Regions from separate parts of the Mus musculus genome. Here region 1 is linked to region 2. A link is a contact called in public Micro-C data. All regions are on one chromosome and are shown on one strand. Each heading gives the region's core, a stretch centred on a gene start, on an enhancer-like site or on the middle of the called end of the contact. The rest is flanking DNA. Distances are from core to core; before and after follow the strand shown.

Region 1 (2,772 bases), core at 150-2,649, 150 kb before region 2:
GACATTTGAGGCCACTTTGGTCCCAGAGTTCCTAGCAAAATGTTGCTGCTTCTACACCTTTAGGACCCAGGCAGGGAGACAATGGGGGTAGATAAGGTCTGGCTGTCCTCTCTGCTCCCCTCTGTATTCATGTACCTAGCCTATCCACCGGGAGTCGCCTCCCTCATGAGCCTCTGTGCACCACTCTACCGTGGGAGCAGGAGCGCCAAGTCACTCTTGTGCAGGCCTGGAGACGCGCGCGTGCGTGTGTGTGTGTGTGTGTGTGTGTGTGTGTGTGTGTGTGCGTGTGCGCACCAGTCTGTAGATATAAAGGGGGCATAGGGGCAGGAGGAACCTGCTGCTGCTGGATTTGGGCAGCTAAAGCTGATGAGGGGAAACTGCACTGAGCCATAAATTCTGAAATATGAGGGAAACTGCTGACTACAAGCAACGGTGGAGCCTCGCTGTGATGCTGAGTCCTCCTGCGTGCAGCCCCGACTCACAGTGATGTCTAATCTCTAGCAGCCCTGGTTAATGAGGTCCTGTTCAGGCCACGGAGACTGAGTATCCATTAAGTGCCCAAGACACCCCCCCACCCCCACCTTCCCCTCCTATGGCAACGTTTCAGTCCAGCCTTCCGGGGTACAGAGGGCCCAGCGGGGCTGATGTCAGCAGGGATACAGACCCTGATAGTGCAACAGAGCCATTATATGCTCCTACCATTCTCCTACAGGAGGGGAAGGGTGCTCTTTTAAGAGAAAGTGAGAAGGATACAGGGACTAAGACAGCCAGGGGCAGTGATGTGAAAGAACACAGAAACAAAACTCAACAAATACTAGCTCAGGACCTCTCTGAGTGCCTGCGGTAGGCTCTGTAGCCCCCAAATACAGCCTCTGATTATCCAGGCTGCTTGTCTGACTGCTCCTTATGTCGGCTCAGGAACTCCTGTGGGACAGTTATCATCCCCACTGTCCCTTGAACCCTGTCTGCCTCCCTCCCTTCCTCCTTCCCTCCTCTCCTTCATTATCCAAACATGCACCTTTTTAAAGTTCATAGAATGGCCATTCCTAAGGATCTCCTCAAAGCCAAAAGGCCCTCAAGGAATTAAACATTATTGGTAGATCTGTCGTGCTGGGTCCTGACAGGAGGGTTCCCTAGGGGCCATACTGAATGGTTGTGCCTGGGCCTCTCTCTCCTCCTCCCCCCGATTTGCCTTGGCTTGGCTTTGACATTGGGATGCAGCGGCCCTGTCTTGAAAAAGGCTTTATTTTTGCACCATCTCAACAGGACTGGCATTTCCTCAGGAGGAAGAGGGTCTCAGCTGAGAACGAAGTTTCCTGTGAGTCTGCTGCTCTCTCAGGCCTTTCCAGTGAATGCCCTTTGGAGGGGCTCAGCCTGGTCACCTGGGGCTCCCAGGTCCAATTTCCTGTGAGTCACCACTGGTCACATTTCAGCAGCTGTGGAAGATTTGTAGCCAGAGGGCCAAGGCCAGGGCATGGGGGTGGGGTGGGGTGGGGTGGGGTGGAACCATTGGAGTGAAAGGATGAGTTTCTGTGGGACACAGTAGGCCAGAAAGTTCTCAGGTATTAGTTACCCTCAGTCTAATGATGTGGAAAAGGCCAATAAGGGAAGAGCAGGAAGCAGTTTGGCCCAGCCGCAGATAGTTGTCCCCTGAGCTGCTGCTAGCTTTGGCCTCTTCTGTGCGTGGGCCTGAGTGTCCTTGGGCAGTCCCACTGGCCCTTACCAGCCCTCCCTGGCCCTTGTCCTTAAAGGAAATCCTGTTCTTCTTTCATCTTGGTTCTCATGAACCCAGCTGTCTTTGACCCACAGAACCAGTCACGTAATTTACCCTGGCCAGTACAGTCATTTCTTGTGAACCAATTAATAAAAGGGATGGAAGGACATTAAGCCTAGGAGGGGCCCCACTGTACATGCTCCAGATGAACCCTGTCTGCTCGGTATTTATTTCTCAAAGGAAGACTCAAAATGAGAATTTTTAGGCTGGTGGGTGACAGGGATAGGGTTCATTCTGCCTGAGGCTCTGAAATTGCACCTTGAGGGTTAGGGGTCACCAGCCTCAGTTGCTCCTGTGTCCCTTATCCCAGATTCTTGTGCTTTCCTTTCTTCTGTGTGTGTGTGATGTGTGGTGTGGTATGATATGTGCATATATTGTGTGTATATATAATATGTGTGGTATGGTATGTGTATATATGATATGTATATATAATGTGTGTGTAGTGTGGTATGGTATGTGTATATATGGTATATATATATATATATATATATATATATATATATATATATAGTGTAGTGGATGTGGTATGGTATGTGTATATATGGTATGTATATATAGTGTGTGTGTGTGGTATGTTGTATGGTATGTATATATATGGTGTATATGTATATATACATATATATATGTATATTGTGTGTATATATATATATAAAGGGTGTGTGGTGTGGTATGGTATGGTATGTGTATATATGGTATGTATATATATTGTGATATATTGTGTGTGTATGTGTGTGGTACGTGCTCGTGCATGAGCTTGCTCATGGTATGACAGAGGAACAAGCTGAAGGAGAAGTGTTGGTTTTACATTAACCTCTACCCAAATGTTGCCCTTTCTGGGGCTGAGTGCAACTGTGTGCTCTTGTTCCCATGACCTGGGGATCCAGGTACAGTTGCTTTCCTGCTTTGTGCTTGCGGAGTTAGATGCCAGCCATCTGTCCAACTGCTGGGCAGGGAAGATAAACATTGCAGCCCCGGGAGCCCTACCGAGAGAGAGCAGA
Region 2 (2,756 bases), core at 70-2,569:
GGTGTGGCGACGTAGTAGGAGTCTCAGTACCCATACTACAAATCAGCCCTGAAAACAGCAGAAGCAGCCAAGTGCCAGGGCTGGAATGCTAGGCAACTGAGCTCTCTGCTCCCAGTGAGGCCTCTCAGGCCACTCTAGGACAATGCAAAAGATTGTCATGCGTTCTTTGCAACTTGGCTGAGATGGTTTTCACGCAGGCCTGTGGGCCATATTGTTCTTCCTCTCTTGGCAGATCTTTGGCACCCACTCTCCTCTCTGGCTGCCGGCAGGCCTCCCTGTAGCTGTGCTTTGGCCTGATTAATGGAGTCCAGCTTTCCCCCCAAGGTGCCTGGGCAGTGGGGGTTAAGTCATGCTAGAAGCCCTAATTGCCTGGTCACTTTTATTTTGGGAGGGGTGTGTGTGTGTGTAGACTTCCTGTTTACGGCGCTTTCCTACACAAAGCAAGGCAGACACATGATGTTTTAAGAGTTTCTTCATTCAAGGAGAGCCAAGAAACAAAACCGGAGTCTGCTAAGAAAACAATAGAGGCCGTGGCTACAGAGCATTCTGGCTCTGGGAAACGACTGGGTCCCCTTTGCGGGGGTGGCTGCCACCACTCTGCTGTACGTGATGACTGCCAGTTATTAAGCCTGTCTGGCTGAGGGGGAAGCCAATGAAGAAAACAACAATAAAAGGGAGATAAATGGCTCCTGAGAAATAGGAACTATGCAGGCTGGGGGGGGTGGAGTGGGGGGTGGAGCCCCTGCACTGGTTTAGAGTTTATAGCCAGGAGGATAAACACCACATAATTCTCAAACGATCACCATTTGGAGATGATAAAACAAATAAGAGAAAAAAAAATTCCCTGGAAGAAAAGTTTACAGGACAGAAATCGTGATATCCTGTGTAGAACATTCACGAATTCTGTCTTGGGTCTGGGGTATGCTCAGAAATAGCCTTCCAGCTTGGTTTCCGAGTTTTTGAGGGCCACAAGAGTCTCCCTTACATCACTGGACGACGGATCTCCACCCATCCTAGCGTTGAAGGAGAGGCGGGGTGAGCCCTGGCACGTCCTTGTCGGGGTGCAGGGCGAGGCTGCTGTGCTCCTCCGAAAAGGATCCCCTCCTCATCTAAGTCCAAAACGCCGACCGCGCAGAGGCTGAAAAGGTCTCAACTTCCTGAAAGATGCTAAAGCAAAGAGTCCTCAACTGTCCAGAAACACGGAACTTATGGGATCTACGGAACTGGTATCCCAATCTTGATGTGGCTGGAATGTCCCCGGTGCTTTTGAAACCCTGTGCTTGGGCCAGAGGTCACTCCCGTCCTCTGAATCCATTTGCCAACAGCTTAGACGCAGGCAGCCGGCGCCCTCTTGAGGAAGAAATGCGTGCCTGTCCAGCGGGCTGGAATGCTAAGGCGGTCGCTAGGTCCTGTGGGCCTCCTCTGCACCCCAGCACGCCTAAGGGGAAAACCCAGGCTTTTCTTGGAAGAGTCTGTTTTCAGTTCCAGCTGGTCTACTGGCTCCCAGTGACTAATGAGGCACCTCTGCATCAGTGGTCCTCGGGACCTCTCGAGGGAGTAGGCAGTGAGCAAGCACAAAGGCCTGGGTCATTTGCAGCCCTGAAATGTTATGGTCACGAGTGTCTGATCATTGCCAAAAGGCTCCTAACACCCTGTGAATATGGCAGAAAGTGTGGCGGGTAAAGAAAGGTAGGAGCGAGCGGTGCATAATACACACTGGCACGTCTACAGTAGCTCCTGCCTGTGGTCCTGACACCTCGTGCTGGGAGCCAGAAGGGTCTCTAGTTTGAGATCCTGCTTCAAAACAAACCCTAATGAGATACAGGGTGGGCTGACTGTTTTAAACCACACAGAAAGCCACAGGATACAGACAATTGGGGGTGGGGAGGTGGGCATCATTCTCAGGTGTTCTGAGTAGGCTCGGAAGGTCTGGCAGCAAAGAAGTCCTTGGCGAGAGGAGAGGCTGACCTTACTGAGTTACCTTTGGCCAAGGCCATAGAGGCCACACCCTGGGCCGTGGGATTCGGAGGCTCACAGGCATCGGTGTTTACTCATCTTGTTCAGACTCCAGGCAGATGCTTCTCTACCACCTCATCCGCATGCGTCACTGTTGTGGGTTGTGGTCTGCCAAAGTTGAGACAAACACAGGGTCACATGGCTGACGCGCTTGGGTAAGAGGACAAACAGATTAATGCACCCAGGGCTCCTTCTCAGATAACATCTATGCAGTGGGCTGAACAAAGGGTGATGTCCTGGAGTTCTGGCCATCCTCCCTGTTCACGCTCCGCAGATGCCCAGGGGTTAAAGGAGTATCTGCAGCCACGTACACAGAATGAGGAACGTTTTGAAACAATTTGTAACCGGTCGAATACTTGAAACACGTCAATCCTTTATCTTCTCGGCCATCTGGAACTGGGTAATGGTGGTCTATGCAGACGTTTGGTCCAGGCACTGGGGAGGCAGAGGCAAGATGTCTGAGCTTGAGGCTAGCCTGGTCTACAAAGTAGGTTCCAGTACTACACAGAGAAACTCTGTCTCGAAAAACTAAAACCAAAACTAAAGCCAAACCAAAACCAACCAAACAACCAAACAGCCCCCCAAGAGCCAGATGGTTACAGAACACTAAAGCTGAGGACATTAAGGGATGTAGCTTAAATTAGTATATATGTAGCATAAATGAGGCCCAGGTTCAATTCTTAGGAAAAACAAACAAGCAAACAACAAAAACACAAAAGAACTGTTTTATAGGGCTGGAG

Evidence for each region. A called contact is a pair of places that touch in the nucleus more often than the background predicts.
Region 1: a Micro-C map of trophoblast stem cells shows a contact between it and region 2, with 3 times the contacts expected there. The contact joins two enhancer-like sites. A contact is called at or near these places in 1 of 15 datasets of contacts at CTCF or cohesin (pro-B cells), 21 of 484 Hi-C or Micro-C datasets (the C2C12 cell line, the HPC-7 cell line, LSK cells and 15 more), 9 of 115 datasets of contacts at active chromatin or transcription factors (the NIH/3T3 cell line, bone marrow-derived macrophages, embryonic limb bud and 5 more) and 1 of 9 other capture datasets (embryonic stem cells).

The regions. Positions count from the first base shown.
Region 1 is chr8:25,427,713-25,430,484 of GRCm38.p6, reverse strand. The region is part of intron 1 of Gm30978 (a long non-coding RNA gene); the gene reads left to right. Among named protein-coding and RNA genes, the nearest start is that of Gm30978, 25 kb to the left of the region's middle. Within about 2 kb of position 1,399, at least 31 of the 459 cell types and tissues checked have an H3K27ac peak or open chromatin away from gene starts, as enhancers often do. A contact at or near this core is called in the N1E-115 cell line and trophoblast stem cells, where this site is marked.
Region 2 is chr8:25,273,809-25,276,564 of GRCm38.p6, reverse strand. Gm39145 (a long non-coding RNA gene) reads right to left here. Exons shown (of 3, transcript XR_001778746.1): 2 at 1,982-2,124. Among named protein-coding and RNA genes, the nearest start is that of Gm39145, 4.1 kb to the right of the region's middle. Within about 2 kb of position 1,319, at least 244 of the 459 cell types and tissues checked have an H3K27ac peak or open chromatin away from gene starts, as enhancers often do. A contact at or near this core is called in the N1E-115 cell line and trophoblast stem cells, where this site is marked.